Regions from separate parts of the Muntiacus reevesi genome. Here region 2 is linked to region 1. Evidence: chromatin contacts called from public Hi-C data. All regions are on one chromosome and are shown on one strand. The core of a region is the stretch at or near the end of the contact, and the rest is flanking DNA. Distances in the headings are between cores, read along the strand shown.

Evidence for each region. Hi-C and Micro-C count contacts between places; a contact is called where the count stands out from the background.
Region 2: a contact with region 1 is called in a Hi-C map of muscle, with 4 times the contacts expected there. The contact joins the promoter of LOC136151577 here to the promoter of TRIM27 in region 1. A contact is called at or near these places in 2 of 3 Hi-C or Micro-C datasets (blood and muscle).

What each region holds. Positions count from the first base shown.
Region 1 is chr20:30,943,440-30,951,241 of mMunRee1.1, forward strand. It overlaps TRIM27 (tripartite motif containing 27), which reads left to right and starts at 5,109. Exons shown (of 8, transcript XM_065912006.1): 1 at 5,109-5,913; 2 at 7,081-7,176. The coding sequence starts at 5,494.
Region 2 is chr20:32,274,589-32,282,390 of mMunRee1.1, forward strand. It overlaps LOC136151577 (high mobility group nucleosome-binding domain-containing protein 4), which reads right to left and starts at 3,067. Exons shown (of 2, transcript XM_065912821.1): 1 at 2,913-3,067. It overlaps TRNAV-CAC (transfer RNA valine (anticodon CAC)), which reads right to left and starts at 3,374; the gene lies at 3,302-3,374. It overlaps TRNAR-ACG (transfer RNA arginine (anticodon ACG)), which reads right to left and starts at 4,370; the gene lies at 4,298-4,370.

The DNA.
Region 1 (7,802 bases), core at 3,859-6,358:
ATGAAGACTGGATATGGATGTGAGTTTCAGAAAGTAGTAACCAAAAACAGGAAGTAGTAACCAAAAAGAAAAAAAAAAAAAAAAGTTGATAAAGTGGAATCCATCAAACCTAAAAACTTGTTCATAAAGCTCTTTCTCAGCTCCATCTTCATGGTAGCCGCAGTAGTCACGGTTCAGTCACCAACTCTCAGTTCTTTGTCCTCAGCCAATAGCTACCTACACACACTGAGGTGACAGGCCAGGAGTTGTGGTTGTTTAGTCTCTCAGTCATATCTGACTCTTTGTGACCACACAGACCAGCCTGCCAGCCTCCTCTGTCCATGGGATCTTCCAGGTAAGAATTTGCATCTTGTGCATTGGCAGGCCAGGAGACGGTCACCCATCTAAGTTCGTGTAGCTTCCCTCAAGGACATCACTCAAGTCGTGCCCCCTGGCAGGGATGCCCCTAGAGGATGAGACTACCCTGGGCCAATGTGGGGTGGAGGCTCTGAGCACTCAACAAGTAGCCGGCCACATGCTTAGAGGTGAAGTCCATGGTCCCTGGCTGATGCTGCGTCAGAATCCCAAAGCAGCCAAACAGGAGAAAAAGAAGATGGGCTGGGCCAAGAGGTATATGCAGTATAATCAGAGCTTTGTCAATATTGTGCCCAACTTTGGCAAGAAGAAAGGCCCCAAGGCCAACTCTCAAGTCCTTTGTAATCCTGGCTTTCTCTAATAAAGCCACTTAACCCAATCAAAAAACAAAAAAACACACCATTAGAAAAGTGAGCACAGAGGAAAGGCTGTGTGAAAACCAGAAGAAGGTGACTGCTTTCAAGCCAAGGAGAGGGACCTTAGGAGAAATTTTCCTTGCTCACACCTTGACCTTGGACTTCCACTCTCCAGAAAATATACTGAAAAAATTAATTTCTGTTGTTTGAACCACACAGGCTGATGTTTTGTTACAGAAGCCAGAGCACACTAATACAAACATCTTCCATGGTAGCTGAAGACCCTTAAGGGTCCAAGACAGAGGATGTCAGTCCTCTGTAGGCCAGGCCCAGCATCATGTAGAATCATTCTGCCATACTCTGTGGGTCGGTCAGAGCATTCTAGGCAAGTCCAGATTCAAGAGAATAGAACTGTACCTCTCAGTGATACAATATCACTATGCATATGCATATGGAGAGGAAAGAAACTGATGGTGACCCTCTTGGAGTTAGCTAACCATCCCTGCCCCCACCTAGCCACAGTGGCCTGTGAGCTTAATAAGGGCAGGAAGCAGAGGGTATTTACCAGTCATTCAATGAAATCCCCCAAAGTCTTGCTCTTTGAAAAAGTGGGTCAGATTAGCTTTCTTCCCCAATGTCTCCAAAGATTTTATCCTCATGAAATGGAAGACAGTTAAGTTCGGGGAAGCTAATTGCCAACTCAAAAAGAAATCATATTTAGAGAATTCCCTGGTGGTCCAGTGATTAGGACTTGATGCTTTCAATGCCAGCTCTGGGAAACAAGATCCGACAGGCTGCACATCAGGGCATGGCAAAAAAATAATAATAATAATAACTAAAGGAATCACATTTTTCAGTATCAGCATTACCTGAGTATGCCTTGAATTCTCCTATCCTATATCTTGTCTTAGATTGCTCTTTAATCTAGGACCCTTCACTTTGGTTGTTAAAAGCCATAACTTACACCAGGGAATGTTGTTAAAAGAACTAAATGACAGCAATACTGGTATTTGATTTTTTATTTTTTTAATTGTCTAGCAGATACCTGGGACAGCTAGAGAGGACACATATTGTAATGATTAGAACTTACTCTCTGGAGCTGGTCTACCCAGATTCCAGTCCTGGCTCTATCATTCACTGACTCTGTGACCTTAGACAATTTAGTTAACAATTTCCCCAGCCATAAAATGAAGATCATGATACTAGCATCACCTTTCAGGATCTAGAAAGATTTTGTGCTTTAATGAACAGAGTGCAATATATAATAACTTCTTAATAGGTACTTATTAAATGAAAAACTCATCTCTCCTTCCCCATCAACCTGGAAGAATAAGAGGAAGAACTGGTACAAATCAATTATTCTTTAAAAATTTCCTGAATTTTTCCCCCTCCTCTTCTCAGTCTTCCTTTAGATCCATAGTAGTCCACTCTGAGAGTTGCCCTGTGGGTTCTCTTTTGGTGGGGTTGCTTCAAGATGGTCAGAAAACCACAAAGCCACACTTGTTGAAAAGGAGAACTTCTATCTCTTTCCAAAGTGCAAGCAAATCCCTCTTTCTTTTTTTCTAAGTTTTTATTGGAGTATAGTTGCTTTATAATGTCCTGTTAGTTTCTGCTGCTGCTGTTAAGTCGCTTCAGTCATGTTCGACTCTGCGCAACCCCAGAGACGGCAGCCCACCAGGCTCCCCCGTCCCTGGGATTCTCCAGGCAAGAACACTGGAGTGGGTTGCCATTTCCTTCTCCAATGCATGAAAGTGAAAAGTGAAAGTGAAGTCGCTCAGTCGTGTCCGACTCTTAGTGACCCCATGGACTGCAGCCTACCAGGCTCCTCCATCCATGGAATGTGTTAGTTTCTACTGTACAGCAAAGTGAATCAGCTGTACATGTACATATATCCTCTCTTTTAATTTCCTTCCCATTTAGGTCACCACAGAGTATTGAGCAGAGTTCCCTGTGCTACACAGTAGGTTCTCACTAATTATCTATTTTCCACACAGAATCAATGATGTATATATGTCAATCCCAATCTTCCAATTCATCCTCTACCCCCAAATCCCTCTCCTTTATCAAATCTTACTCTCCTTTCTGTTTCCTGCATACTTCACTACTACACACCTCTTTATTGCTCTGTCTTAAGATGCCTCTCTCCTCCTTGCCTGTTTCACCTTCATTTTCCTTAGAAATAACTGAGGAGAATGGCACTGCGTATCCTGATTCTTTTCTAGCCCACGTGCCCATTCCTCTGTTCCTATCAGCTCTTATTCTACTAATGTCCTCTTGTGTCACTATTGCATTAGTCTCTAGATGGGTCCTCCTAGTTGGTATTGCCTTACTAAGACCTGCACCATCAATTTGTCATTCCTGTGTTTGCAAAGCATCAATGGAACCTCCTCCCTCCTGCCAGACAGAGTCTGTGCTCCACAAGCAATTTTATCACCATTTCTTTGTTTTCATGACTTTATCTAACCAAATTTATCAGTACTGTCCGTCCAAATTTTCTTCCACGTATTCACTCCTAAACATTCCAAATCAGATTCTCTTACAGTTTGCCAATACCACCCCAATAGTTTACTTATTAATGCTCTTACTGACTCAATGGACATGAGTTTGAGTAAACTCCTGGAGTTGGTGATGAACAGGGAGGCCTGGTGTGCTGCAGTCCATGGAGTCGCAAAGAGTCGCACACGACTGAGCAACTGAACTACAGGAAGAAGAACTGATGCTTTTGAATTGTGGTGCTGGGGAAGACTCTTGAGAGTCCCTTGGACAGCAAGGAGATCAAACCAGTCAATCCTAAAGGAAATCAATCCTGAATATTCATTGGAAAGACTGATGGTGAAGCTGAAGCTCCAATACTTCGGCCATTTGATGCGAAGAGCTGACTCACTGGAAGAGACCTGATGCTGGGCAAGACTGAGGGCAAGTGAAGGGGGCAACAGAGGATGAGATGATTGAATGGCATCACCGACTCAATGGACATGAATTTGAGCAAACTCCAGGAGATACTGAAGGAAAGGGAAACCAGGTGTGCTGAAGTCCATGGCATTGAACTAAGTCCATGACTTAGCAACTGAACAACTGTGATAACGGTAAGAAGTATGCATAGAATGTGACCCTGGAATCATTAAGTTAATTTTTAGTCTAATAATCCAATAAATATTGAAATCCTCTCATTATAATTATATACAGGGCATAACAGCAATCCAGGAGGTCTGGAGAGACGTCTCTGTCCTCACAGAGTTACTGAGGTATCTGATCTCAGTTTCTTTGAAGCATTGAGTAAATAGGTTAGAGAAAAAGAAGTATAAACAGGGAAACTGGTGAAATAGGTCACATTCAACCAGTTACTAACTCATTTAAAAAAGATTTGTAAACTGAATTTGTTGAAATCACTTAGTTCAAAATATAATAATGGAAATTAAAATAAACACAGGCAAGGCTGTCCAGATTCAGTTAAATTTAGAGGATGACGGACAATATCGAGAAAATAGCAAAGGAAAACAGGAAACATCAAAGTAGGGATGGGCGAACAACGCGAAAATTTTCTAAGTTTGTTGGATAATGAAAACAGCCTGTGTTACCCACAGGATTATCATTCCCCCTATACTTTTGGAAGGAGCAAGCCTGTTTAGGTTCTACTCAATACAGCTCTATGCAGTAGGTATTTTATTAATGAGCAAGCATGTTTAAGTTCTATTCAGTACAGATCTAGGCAGTTGGTATTTTATTATTTTAATGGTAAACCTCCTTAGGGTTAAAAAAGCCAAAGTTGTACGGAAGTCTTCCTCTTCGCTGGGGTATAATTACTCCCATTTCACCAGAGAGGAAACTGAAGCTCAGAATGGTAGACCACTTTGCTTAGGCACAGTAGGAAGTAGCAGAACTGGGCTTGCCTGTTTCTGTCACAGAAATGTTTTCATCTAATAATTAAGCCTTTCTTTTACGAAACAGAACTGCGAGCGCCTGTCAATGGGGTTGTTTGATAAAGTTCCTCGCAGACTGGGTGGGGCTCAGTCGGCTACCCTCAGCCCTCTGGCCTACCGGGGAAGCCAGATGTTTCTTCTTCCCACACCAACACAAAGCTAGCTTTCTCTCGCCACGGCAGAAGCCTGGGCACCAGAGAGGAAACCCAACAAAAGACCCGGGATCCAGGCCCAAGGCCCAAGGCTCGGCGGGGTCGCCCGGAGCGTGCAGGCAGGGGTTACCCTGGCCCAGCCGCACCCGCGGACACTGCCTGCCTCTAGGACCCGTACCAAGGAGCTTCCGGCCGCGCGTTCCGCCCCCGCCCTGGCGGCGAGGCCTCCCGGGTTCCCAGCGAAACAAACCGTCCAGGCCTGAGGCCGGGATTTCCAGCCTCACGCAGGAGGTCCGGCCCAAGCCCCGCCCCCGAGCCGCCCCTTCCGCTCGCGCAGGGGTGGGGTCTGCGCGGCCGCCGGGATCCGCTCGGACGCGGCCACGTTGTCCTGCGTGTTCTGAGCGCCCGGCTCCGGGAGTCCGCTCGGCGGCGATCCTGCTGTCCGTTCGCATAGCCGCTGGGCTCGGTGGGCCCGCGGTATCCCCGTACTCCTTCCGCCAGGCGCAGCGGCTCAGGGAGCGGCCCGGCCACCCCGCGGTTCCAGCGCGCGGGCGCGTCTGGGATCGGCCCGGGAGGCGTCGCCCTCAGTCAGCCCGGCTGGCCTTTCCGCACCGCCCAGAAAGAGCGGACGGGAGGGAGCGCAGTCGAGTTGGGCTCCGCGCTGGGCTGGGCACCGGGGCCCATGCCCGTTCGCCCCCGCGGGCCCGCGCCATGGCCTCCGGGAGCGTGGCCGAGTGCTTACAGCAGGAGACCACTTGCCCCGTGTGCCTGCAGTACTTTGTGGAGCCCATGATGCTCGACTGCGGCCACAACATCTGTTGCGCCTGCCTCGCCCGCTGCTGGGGCGCGGCGGAGACCAATGTGTCGTGTCCGCAGTGCCGGGAGACCTTCCCGCAGCGGCACATGCGGCCCAACCGGCACCTGGCCAACGTGACCCAGCTGGTGAAGCAGTTGCGCACCGAGCGGCCGTCGGGGCCCGGAGGCGAGATGGGCGTGTGCGAGAAACACCGCGAGCCCCTGAAGCTGTACTGCGAGGAGGACCAGATGCCCATCTGCGTGGTGTGCGACCGCTCCCGCGAGCACCGCGGCCACAGCGTGCTGCCGCTCGAGGAGGCGGTGGAGGGCTTCAAGGTGAGGGCCGGGCGCGCGGGCCGGGGAGGGGCCGGAGCGCCAGTCGGACAAAGGGAGGAGAGAGCCAAAGGGGCTTCCTTTTTTCCGCCTAGAAAATGGCTGAGCCGGACGTGTGGTTCACAGCCGTCATTTCCTCTGTCCGCTCCAGAGCCTCGACACTCAGATTTGGGAGGAAAACCTGTAGCTGGTGAGGAAGCCAGAAGTCTCCCCACCCTCATTGCCTTATGTGCCTCTGTGTTTACCCTCTCACGGGCACATGATACATGACGGCCCATGGGGACCCCTCTTGACCGTATATAAGATATTTGTAAAACCACGTACGCAGCGACAAGCTTCAGAGACGCTCGCATTCCTTTTGGCTCCTAGATGATCTCAGACAAAACACAGTCGGACGTTGCCAGGCTGTATTCACATCAAATAGGTGCCCATCACCTCTCCTTTCCCCCAACACTTCCCTGTGCTCCGTCCTCTTCTAGAACCTACCGGAAAAGAACAAGTTCCTTACTGCCTAAGTCATTTAACCACTGTGAGACTCATAGGAGATAAGACTTATGAAGACTGAGTGAAATAAAATGCTCTGTGGATCCCCTTGTGAACCAACAGATTGGCACAGCTCAACAATAACATGGAAATAAAGTATTAAATGTAAAACAGTTGTAAGGCAACATTCAAGGCGTGCACGTAATCTGTGTTTGAGGACTGCAAGAACATGCACACAATTATGTACATGTGTAAATGTGAGTACATTCGTGCAAAATTATTCACTGAACATTTATGGTGCTTTCAAAAATATCATTTTACTCACACTGGTGATAACACTCTAGTAGGTTGAGAAGGTGGTGTTGGCTCATGTCATACCAGGGGGAAATAAAAGTTAAGTCCTTTTCTCCATACACGTCCCTGAAAACTCGACAACTAAAGCCTTCTAGTCCATTCACCTTTCCACTAAGCCATGCGGTATCCTTCCAAAGGCAGGTAGGTGACCCACCATTTAAGATACAAACTACCAAAGGAGAGGAGTGCCACGGTCATGGCAGTGTGATCCAAGGACAGGTTCTCACCAAGAACTTGGTATCACGAATGTGGGTTGCACAGGTGATAAGCAGAAGAGTCACACTGCTGAGGCCTGCCTTATCTTGAACTGTATACCTGTTTTTGCTTTTTCAGGAGCAAATCCAGAACCAGCTGGACCACTTAAAAAGAGTGAAAGACTTAAAGAAGAGGCGACGGGCACAGGGAGAGCAGGCACGAGCTGAACTCTTGGTGAGGTTCCTGGGAATTCACAGATAATATCAGTTCTGCTGGTCACTCATATTGTAAGACTTGTAAACTTCCCTTAACCTCATGCAGTCAGATCACCCAGAACTTCTAGGTGTGTGTGGAACAACCTTACAGGGCAGTTGGGAATTCACCTGGAGAACCAAGGGATTCCCACATTTGGGGGGAAAAGAACGCAATAGTCGACTTTAAAACCCTTGGAGATCTGACCTAGCAAAAGTTTAATCTGCGAACTTTGTGCATAACAGGGTTGATCCAGGTGAAATTCTTGGGCATTGGTTAGCAGCCTTTTGTATCATTCTGCAGACAGATGCTGACAGTGGCTTTCTATAAACTCAACTGTTGCTTCTTGCTGGAATGTTCTTTTTCTTGGCAGTGATTCTATTCTGAACTTTTCTCTTTGTTCCCTTCTCCTAGTTTCCCAAGGCCTTTGTGGTACGGATATTTGGGGGAGAGGGTGGTGGTTCTGGAAAAAATAGTCCCTTACCTTTCTGTAAAGGACTGGAGAGTAAATATTTTTGACTTTGTGGCTCATACCTCTATCACAACCAGTCAGCTCCCTTGAGTAGTTGAAAAGCGGCTAAAGACAATATTTAAATGAGTGGATCTGT
Region 2 (7,802 bases), core at 1,817-4,316, 1.3 Mb after region 1:
ATCTAACAATTCCCTTTTGTTAAAATAACACTTCTCATGGCAAAATTTTATTAACAGACAACAGAACAAGTTTGTGAAAGTTCTGAATCATTGCAATTCATATTGTAAAGAACTGGACTGAAATTCTTGAGAAAATCTCAATTTAACCCTTCATTTAACCAAATTGCTTGTTTTATGATGTGGAAAGGTATCTCTCTTAGTAGCCTTAAGGGAGGGGGTGGCGGATATCCTTTTTTAAAAATCCTTTTCTTAGCTATGAAGATTTGTGGGGTTTTTTTAATATTAGAAAAAGACCTATGATGTTTAAATATACTGACAGAAATAGTTTTTAAAAAAGACTAATAGAGAAATAAAAAGCAAATGATGTTTTTCTTCTGCAATAAAAATATACAAATGGTTAGTAAAATAAGGAGATGCAGGTGTATTAAAATCTTCTGCAAAGTTAACTTCTGGGAATTCCCCAAACTGTGTCAATAACATATAAAATGCATCAATCTCTGTCCCCAGAAATGGGCTGAATTTGTCCACCCGCCCCCCACCAACCAAATTCATAGGTTGAAGTCTTAACCCTCAGACTCTGACTGTATTGGGAGATGGGGCCTTTAAAGAGATGAATAAGTAAAATGAATTTATATGGGTGGGTCTTAATCCAATGACCGTAATACTGGATATTAGGACACAGATAATACAAACAGAGAGGACCACATGAGGATACAGCAAGAAGATGCCATCTGTAAGTCAAAGAGAAAGGTTTCAGAATAAGCTGAACCTGCCACCACCTTGATCTTGGACTTCCAGCTTCCAGGACTGTGAGAAAATAAATGTCTGTGGTTCAAGATGTTCAGTCTGTGATGTTTTGTTATGGCAGTCCTAACAAACAAGTATGGGAGGAAAGAGTGTAAAGGCCTCAGTGACTTATGACATATCTTGTATTAGATTAATTCTGATGTTTTGCCCAGCTCTCAAAAATCATTTTTCCCTGCTTTTTTTTTCCTCTTTCATCATGAGCCTGTCTCTACTATCCGAGGACCAGATCCCACCTCATCCCATACGCACCCCACACCATCCCAGCAAAGGCACATTTTAGCAGCATCCTTTTGCTCCTTTGATTATTACTGAACTGGGTTCTAGGAAGTTTGTTCTAACTTGGGTTCTGGTTTCAATCCTACCCCAAAGTCAGAAGGCCACCCTCTTCTCTCTGCCTCTTACTTATGGCAAGAAAGTGCCTTGGGGTTGGAGGGAAGACCTGGAAGATGCTTCAACACCAAGCTTAGGAAGGAGAGAATAGAGGATATAGTATAAATAAATAAAAGATCCTATTCAAGGTGCGGTACCTGGAAGATGCTTCAACACCAAGCTTAGGGAGGAGAGAATAGAGGATATAGTATAAATAAACAAAAGATCCTATTCAAGGTGCGGTACACTACAGGAGCAAGAGGTCACACAGTGTCACTCTCCAAGGCCTGTTTGTTCTCCACATTCCAAGGTGGGCAGACTGAGCTTCCATATAAGGTTAAGTGAGAGAGACTGGGGGAGGGAGGGTTAGTAGGTGAAGGTAAGAAAGGGCAGAGTTTAAAAGGGTAGGGCTACTGCTGGATCTTGTCAGAACACACCTGATTTGAAGAGGAGAGAGCCATAAGCTTCCAGACAAACTGTCACCAATCTACAACACATTGGCTTGGGGCACACTCAGCTTCCCTGCTAAAGGACTCCTGCTCCTTGGCATCAGAGAAAGATGGAGTGGATGAATCCTCATCACCTTCTGGGCCCCTGAAACCCTTGTTCCTCTCAAGGCATCACATTAACTCACCTGTATTTCTGAGTAGTACAGAGGAATTTTAAGTGAAAATGTCTTAGATAAGTTTGCGTTGAGCATCTGCCAAACTTACTGTCTTGCTAACAAGCGAAACTATTAGAAGATGATAAAAGCATGGGTCTTCCAGAGAAGGTATGAAAATGGAGGAGTAATAGGGTGGGGAAGGGATGCCTATACACATTGCCTGTTAAAAAATGGAAGGAAGAAAGAAAAAAAAAAAACAGTTCACAACAGTTTATTAGGTAAGTATTGTCCTTTCTTGTCTTAAGGCCATAAAAACATCACATTCTTATTAGTCATTTGAGGGAACCTGGAGCAATGTGATCTGAGAGACTGGACTTGGCTAACTGTTAGAAATAGTAACAATAATAATACCAATTCATCTAAGAAGAAGATCCTGAGGATATACCCAAGGCTGTTTGGTGTTATAGCAAGACTTCTTACCCAGAAAAGCGTTTGATTGATTTACTTAACATGGAAGCAGGTCATGTCAGAAATAGAGTTAAAAAGCCAGACCCCAGGGCACAAATCCTGGTTTTAAACAAGTGCTGCCAGTGACTTCTTAAGCTTCAAAACAATACACAAAATCCACAGCTGGCCCATTTCTTAACTTTGGGATCTTTTTTCTTGTTGACAGGGAAAGGCCAAAGTGGAGGCAGACTCAGCCCTTCGGTGTCTCCTTTTGGAGGGGGTTCTCAGTGGTGAGGCCTCGTAAGCTGGGGAAGGGCGGTGAGAAAGAGTCCAGGCCAAGGCAGCCCAGCTCACAGCCCTGCTGGTCCAAGGTTTTCAAATCCCCTCCTCACCTCCCGTTTTTTCTGCCCTAGCGTCTCCGTGAGGGGACTTCTCATCCCTGAAGGACCTGAAATCTCTGTAACCTTCACCTCCCGGATTCCGCTTTTTCCAAAGATTCACAGTCGAAGGCCAGGAGAGCCACGGCAGCCGTTCTGGAGAGTGGAGGGCAAGGTGGGGCTGTCGGGGGCCCGAGGTCACCTCATCACGACAAGGGCCAGATGGCAGAAAGGTCGCCAATCTACGGAGGGCAGCGGGATTACCCCGGTTTTCCGGAGACTCAGGCTCAGGCTCCCCCGGTACTCACCCGAGTCTCGCGTCCGTCCGAGGGGCGCGGGACTCCCAGCTGCCGTCCTGCAGCGCCGGTGCCCGGGGCTGAGGCAGGGCCGTCGCAGACCGCAGGCTGGCGAAGAGACGCCCGGAGCTGGGCGCTGCCGGGAACAGGAAGGCAAGTCAAGGCAAGGATGCGCTTCCGGGGCTGCGGGCGGCGGGCAGCCTCGCCTAGCCCGGGACTGTCCGGCTCTCCCCCGCGCGAAGCGTGTGTCCGCTTCCGGGACCGCGGGCTCCGGACCCACTCTGAGCAGCGTGGCCTCAGCACCACGGCCTGGGGCGAAAGAAATTAGAAAAGGAGGTGTGAAAATTGTTGACTACCTGAAGTTTTAAAGGTGAGCCCAGGTCCCTAAAGAAAAAAAAAGTTGTTTCCGCCCGGTTTCGAACCGGGGACCTTTCGCGTGTGAGGCGAACGTGATAACCACTACACTACGGAAACGCCACAGGAGCCAGCTTCCCCAGTAGATACTTTCTGCTAAAAACAGACTCCTCCCATTTCCTCCCCCCCTTCCGATTTCTCATTTTTATCTTTGCAATTGTGCATTGTTAATATGCGAGTGGTTCTTCTACTACTCTCCCAAATAAGAGAGGCCAATTAGATGCGCAAACCAAGCCCCTGCAGCATACAGATCTTAAGCCAAATTCTTAATATATTCTTATTCTGGAAATGACCGGATGAGGGAGAAAAAGAGACTTCAACCCCTTCACTCTTACTATTTTTCCTCCCCTCACCCCGACTCATTATTACTTTTCAATCTGAACTTGTGGATTTTAATTTCTTTCTGTTGCCTTACTGCTGGTGCTGCTGCTAAATCGCTTCAGTCGTGTCCGACTCTGTGCGACCCCATAGACGGCAGCCCACTAAGCTCCTCTGTTCCTGGGATTCTCCAGGCATGAACACTGGAGTGGGTTGCCATTTCCTTCTCCAATGCATGAAAGTGAAAAGTGACAGTGAAGTCGCTCAGTCGTGCCCGACTCTCAGCGACCCCATGGACTGCAGCCTACCAGGCTCCTCCGTCCATGGGATTTTCCAGGCAAGAGTACTGGAGTGGGGTGCCATTGCCTTTTCCCTTGCGTTACTAGGTTACCTCAAACCCATCTGTCAGTCAAAATGGCCTGGCGGGGCTGGGCGGGTCATCCAGCCCAGGCACAGTTCTCCGTCCGGCTTTGGTTAGCGCCACCGCATGGTCGGCCGCGGAATTTGCTCTGCAAAGGAGTTCTGACCCCAGTTGTGGTCAAAAGCGGGTCCTTCCCGCTCCTGAGACTTACATGCAGTGGAAGTTGCAACTTCACCTTGCAGTGGATTTTCTAACTCCACCCAGTTTCTCAGTGGTAAATAAGTAAAAGTGAGGATGCGCACTACGAGCCAGCCAGGAGTCGAACCTGGAATCTTCTGATCCGTAGTCAGACGCGTTATCCATTGCGCCACTGGCCCCCGCACGTGGGTCGCTGGGAGGCGGACCTACCTTCATCAGAAACTAGGCGGCGGCACATCTCCACTTTTTGGAGTCTGCTCCTGGGCCCGAAAGCCACGTTTTCTTGGCTAGTTTAGACTGCAGAGCGTAAACTGGCGGCCACTTCGTCTGCACGCGTCCCAGCGTCTGTGCTCATTTCTCAGTACGTCTATACCGACCCCTGCACCCTCTCTGTCCCCAGATCACCTCTCCCTTCATTCATTCATTCATTCAACCAATATTACCATTCAAGGCACTGGAAATACGACCGAAGAAAACAAGTTGTGATCCTTGACTGCAAGAAGATTGCATGGACGTAGCTAAGACGGTATTAAAACACCCAATAAATGAAATAACCGTGATAAGCACTTAGAGGTAAAAAAGATAAACGGGAAAGAGAATTAAAAAGTCCATCAAGGAAAGGGATGAATGATAAATAATGGTATCTAGGAAAAGAGCCATCTTGGAACTGTGGAAATCTCCAGGGCAAAATCCTGGAGGTGGGAGCTTGCTTGGGACATTTCAGCAATGTCGAAGAGGCCAGTGCTGGGCGGAGAGGGGTAGGAGACCTCGGATAGATAACCTCGGGCCTTGTACGTCCTTATCTAGACTTTGGCTGTTACTCCCTAAGAAACGGGAAGCCTTTGTGATGCCAAAATCTTGGCTCTCTGTCCACCCATGCTGAACAGAAATATGGAAGCAGTCATGGAGGAGAGGGAAAGAGTGGCTTCATTTCTTTGCCAGGCAAAGGGGGAACACAGTAGGCTAGGGCCTCAAGAACTGTGCCCCACCCCGCCCCTTCCCTGGTGAGTAGGGAGAAGTTATACAGTCAGGCAGAGGTATATGATAAGGATCAAGGCAGTAACAGTCTAGCATTCTTCTTCTGCCAAGTTTCAAAGGGGTGGGGTTGCCGACAAGATTAGGGTGTGTGCCAGTCTCGGGTGATCAGGTTTCCTAATTCTGATGATTCTCTCTAGTCCCTTTAATCTTGCTTCGGGTGGTCTCCGGGCTGCCCCTCCTTTGATTAACACTGTTAAAATCTGCTCTTTGGAACTCAGAGAGGGTCATGGAGGCTGGAGTCTTACCTTCAAGAAATGGAGGACAAAAAGGCCTCCCTCCATGCCTAGGATCCCTCTGCTCCACATAATATCTGCAAAGACCTCCCTTCGTTTTGAAGCTTTTTTTTTTTTTTCCCCTTTCCTTTTTTGGCTTCCTCAGATTTCTCTGGTGTTCTGACATGAACTGAAGCTTGCTTTCATTTTGTTTTTAGAGATCTTCTACTAGGTCTTTTCCGAGGGTTCCAGTTTCCAGTCTTTTCTTCAGGGTTTGTCCCAGCTAGAAAAAGAGAAACAGACAGTCCAGAAAAAACATAACCAGAAGGAAAATATACATTTATTTCTAGAAATTGGTTTATGTGATTGTGGTGACTGACAAGTCTGAAATCTGTATTGCTGAATGGCAGTCTAGAAAAATCTCAGCCAGCAGCTGATGCTATAGTCTTGAGACAGAGTTTCTTCTTCCTTAGGAAAATCTCCATTTTGCTCTTAAGTCTTTCAACTTGTTAGATAAGGGCCATGCACATTACTGAGGATAATCTCTTTTATTTATTATAGTCAACTAATTGTAGATGTTAACCACATGTATAAAATACCTTCACAGCAACATGTACAGTACAGTTCATTCGTTCAGTCGTGTCCAACTCTTTGCAATCCCATGGATTGCAGCATGCCAGGCTTTCCTTCCCAACTCTCACACCCATACATGATGTATTAATGTTTAATTAAATAACTGCAACATGTACATTAGTGTTTAATTGAATAACTGGGCTCTGTAGACTAGCCAAGTTGACATGTAAAATCAATCATCCCTGTGGTGGAGTCTCCTCCTCCCTGGGTCACAGTGCAATATTCTTCCAGTTCTCTCCCAAGTATTTGGGAAATAGTAGCACTGCCAACTATTTCCACTCTCAGGAGTCTATGACATAGAGATCTACACCTTCCCCAGTTGCAGTTGTGTGGAACAGAGCCAATGTCAGGGGCCTGTCCATGGTCTTTGCAGATCAAATCCAGATTTCTGAAAATGAGTGCTCTTATTCTCACTTTTTCTCCCAAGATTTGTCTCTGGCTTGTTAAAAAACTCCTTTGACTTCTCAGAATTTCTGTGTAAATTTTGAACACCTGCCAGTCAAAGGAAAAACCCAAACCAAATATTACTGGCTCTATGTCTTTCTAAATGTCCACTCCAGCTTGAACAAAGTCATGTTAGGTGTGACTGTGCTGTTTATGATTATCTTGGCTCCAAGCACATTAATATAATGATGGTTAATCTTATATTATTAAAGAAATTGGTGCTTATTTATTTCATGGAGTCAATCAGACTGTGCATCAAGTTCATAGACTCAATCATTTTATGAAAAAGAAATCTAGCAGAGTCAGGGCTTTTTAACCTCTCCCTCACATCATGTTTGCAGTCAGAGATTAATGCCAATGGCTGGTTTAGAGTGAGACAGAGATATCCTTCAATATTAATACAGTTTTAAAATACCAACATGTTAATTTCAGCGTTTTCAGAATGGTCACGGATTTCAAGCAAGCAGCCGATTATAATTACAGGTTTCATTTGGGAAGTTACTTTCACAGCTATGGCAACAATTTATAAAACTCTTGCCAGTTCCATTAAAGTCCTTTGTCTAAGGACCTATCTATTTCACAGAATAGAATGAATTTGGAACAGTTACAAATACACAAGCACCTATGAAAATATAGTACTTCTTGTGGGTGCTCTCAATTTAACAGTTTTATCAAGTAGATCCTTTGGATAAGTTATCGAACAAGAAATCTTCTCTTCCTCTAGCTGCAGAGGAGAGGAGATTGTTCCTTTACCTCTTTCCAAGACTAGGTTTTAATAATGAAATCTTGAATTTTTTAAAGATACGACTTAGTCAAGTAAGAAGCAGGCAGGTGGGAGCCAATTTTACGGAAAGAAATGGGGTAAGGAAGAACTCAAATTTTAACTAAAATCCATGAAAAAGAACACAGGGCGTTCTTTCTGCAGGGACCAGTTCCTGGTGCAGAAAGTGTTCTGGTGCAAATGTGTTACACGACTCGGAGGGGTGTTCTCGTGTAAATGTGGCTAATTTCCTTTCCTCCAGGGGCCCCAGGTCATACTTCACCCAAGGAAGCCTTAGCTGCTGAACTCTTGCCCTTCCTGGCAATTTCCGGAGACTCCTGTGGCGCCGCCCGGGGCTTCAGGCTCGCTCCCGAGATTCCCTCACCTCACTACTGCACGGAGGGTCTCAGTTTTCCTATGGCCGCGCGGTTTTTTAGGTCTTTGGGGGCAGAAGCAGCGGTTCATCTTTAGGATTTGGGAGATCTTCTGGGGAGCTCACCCGAACGTCAATACGAGGAAATACA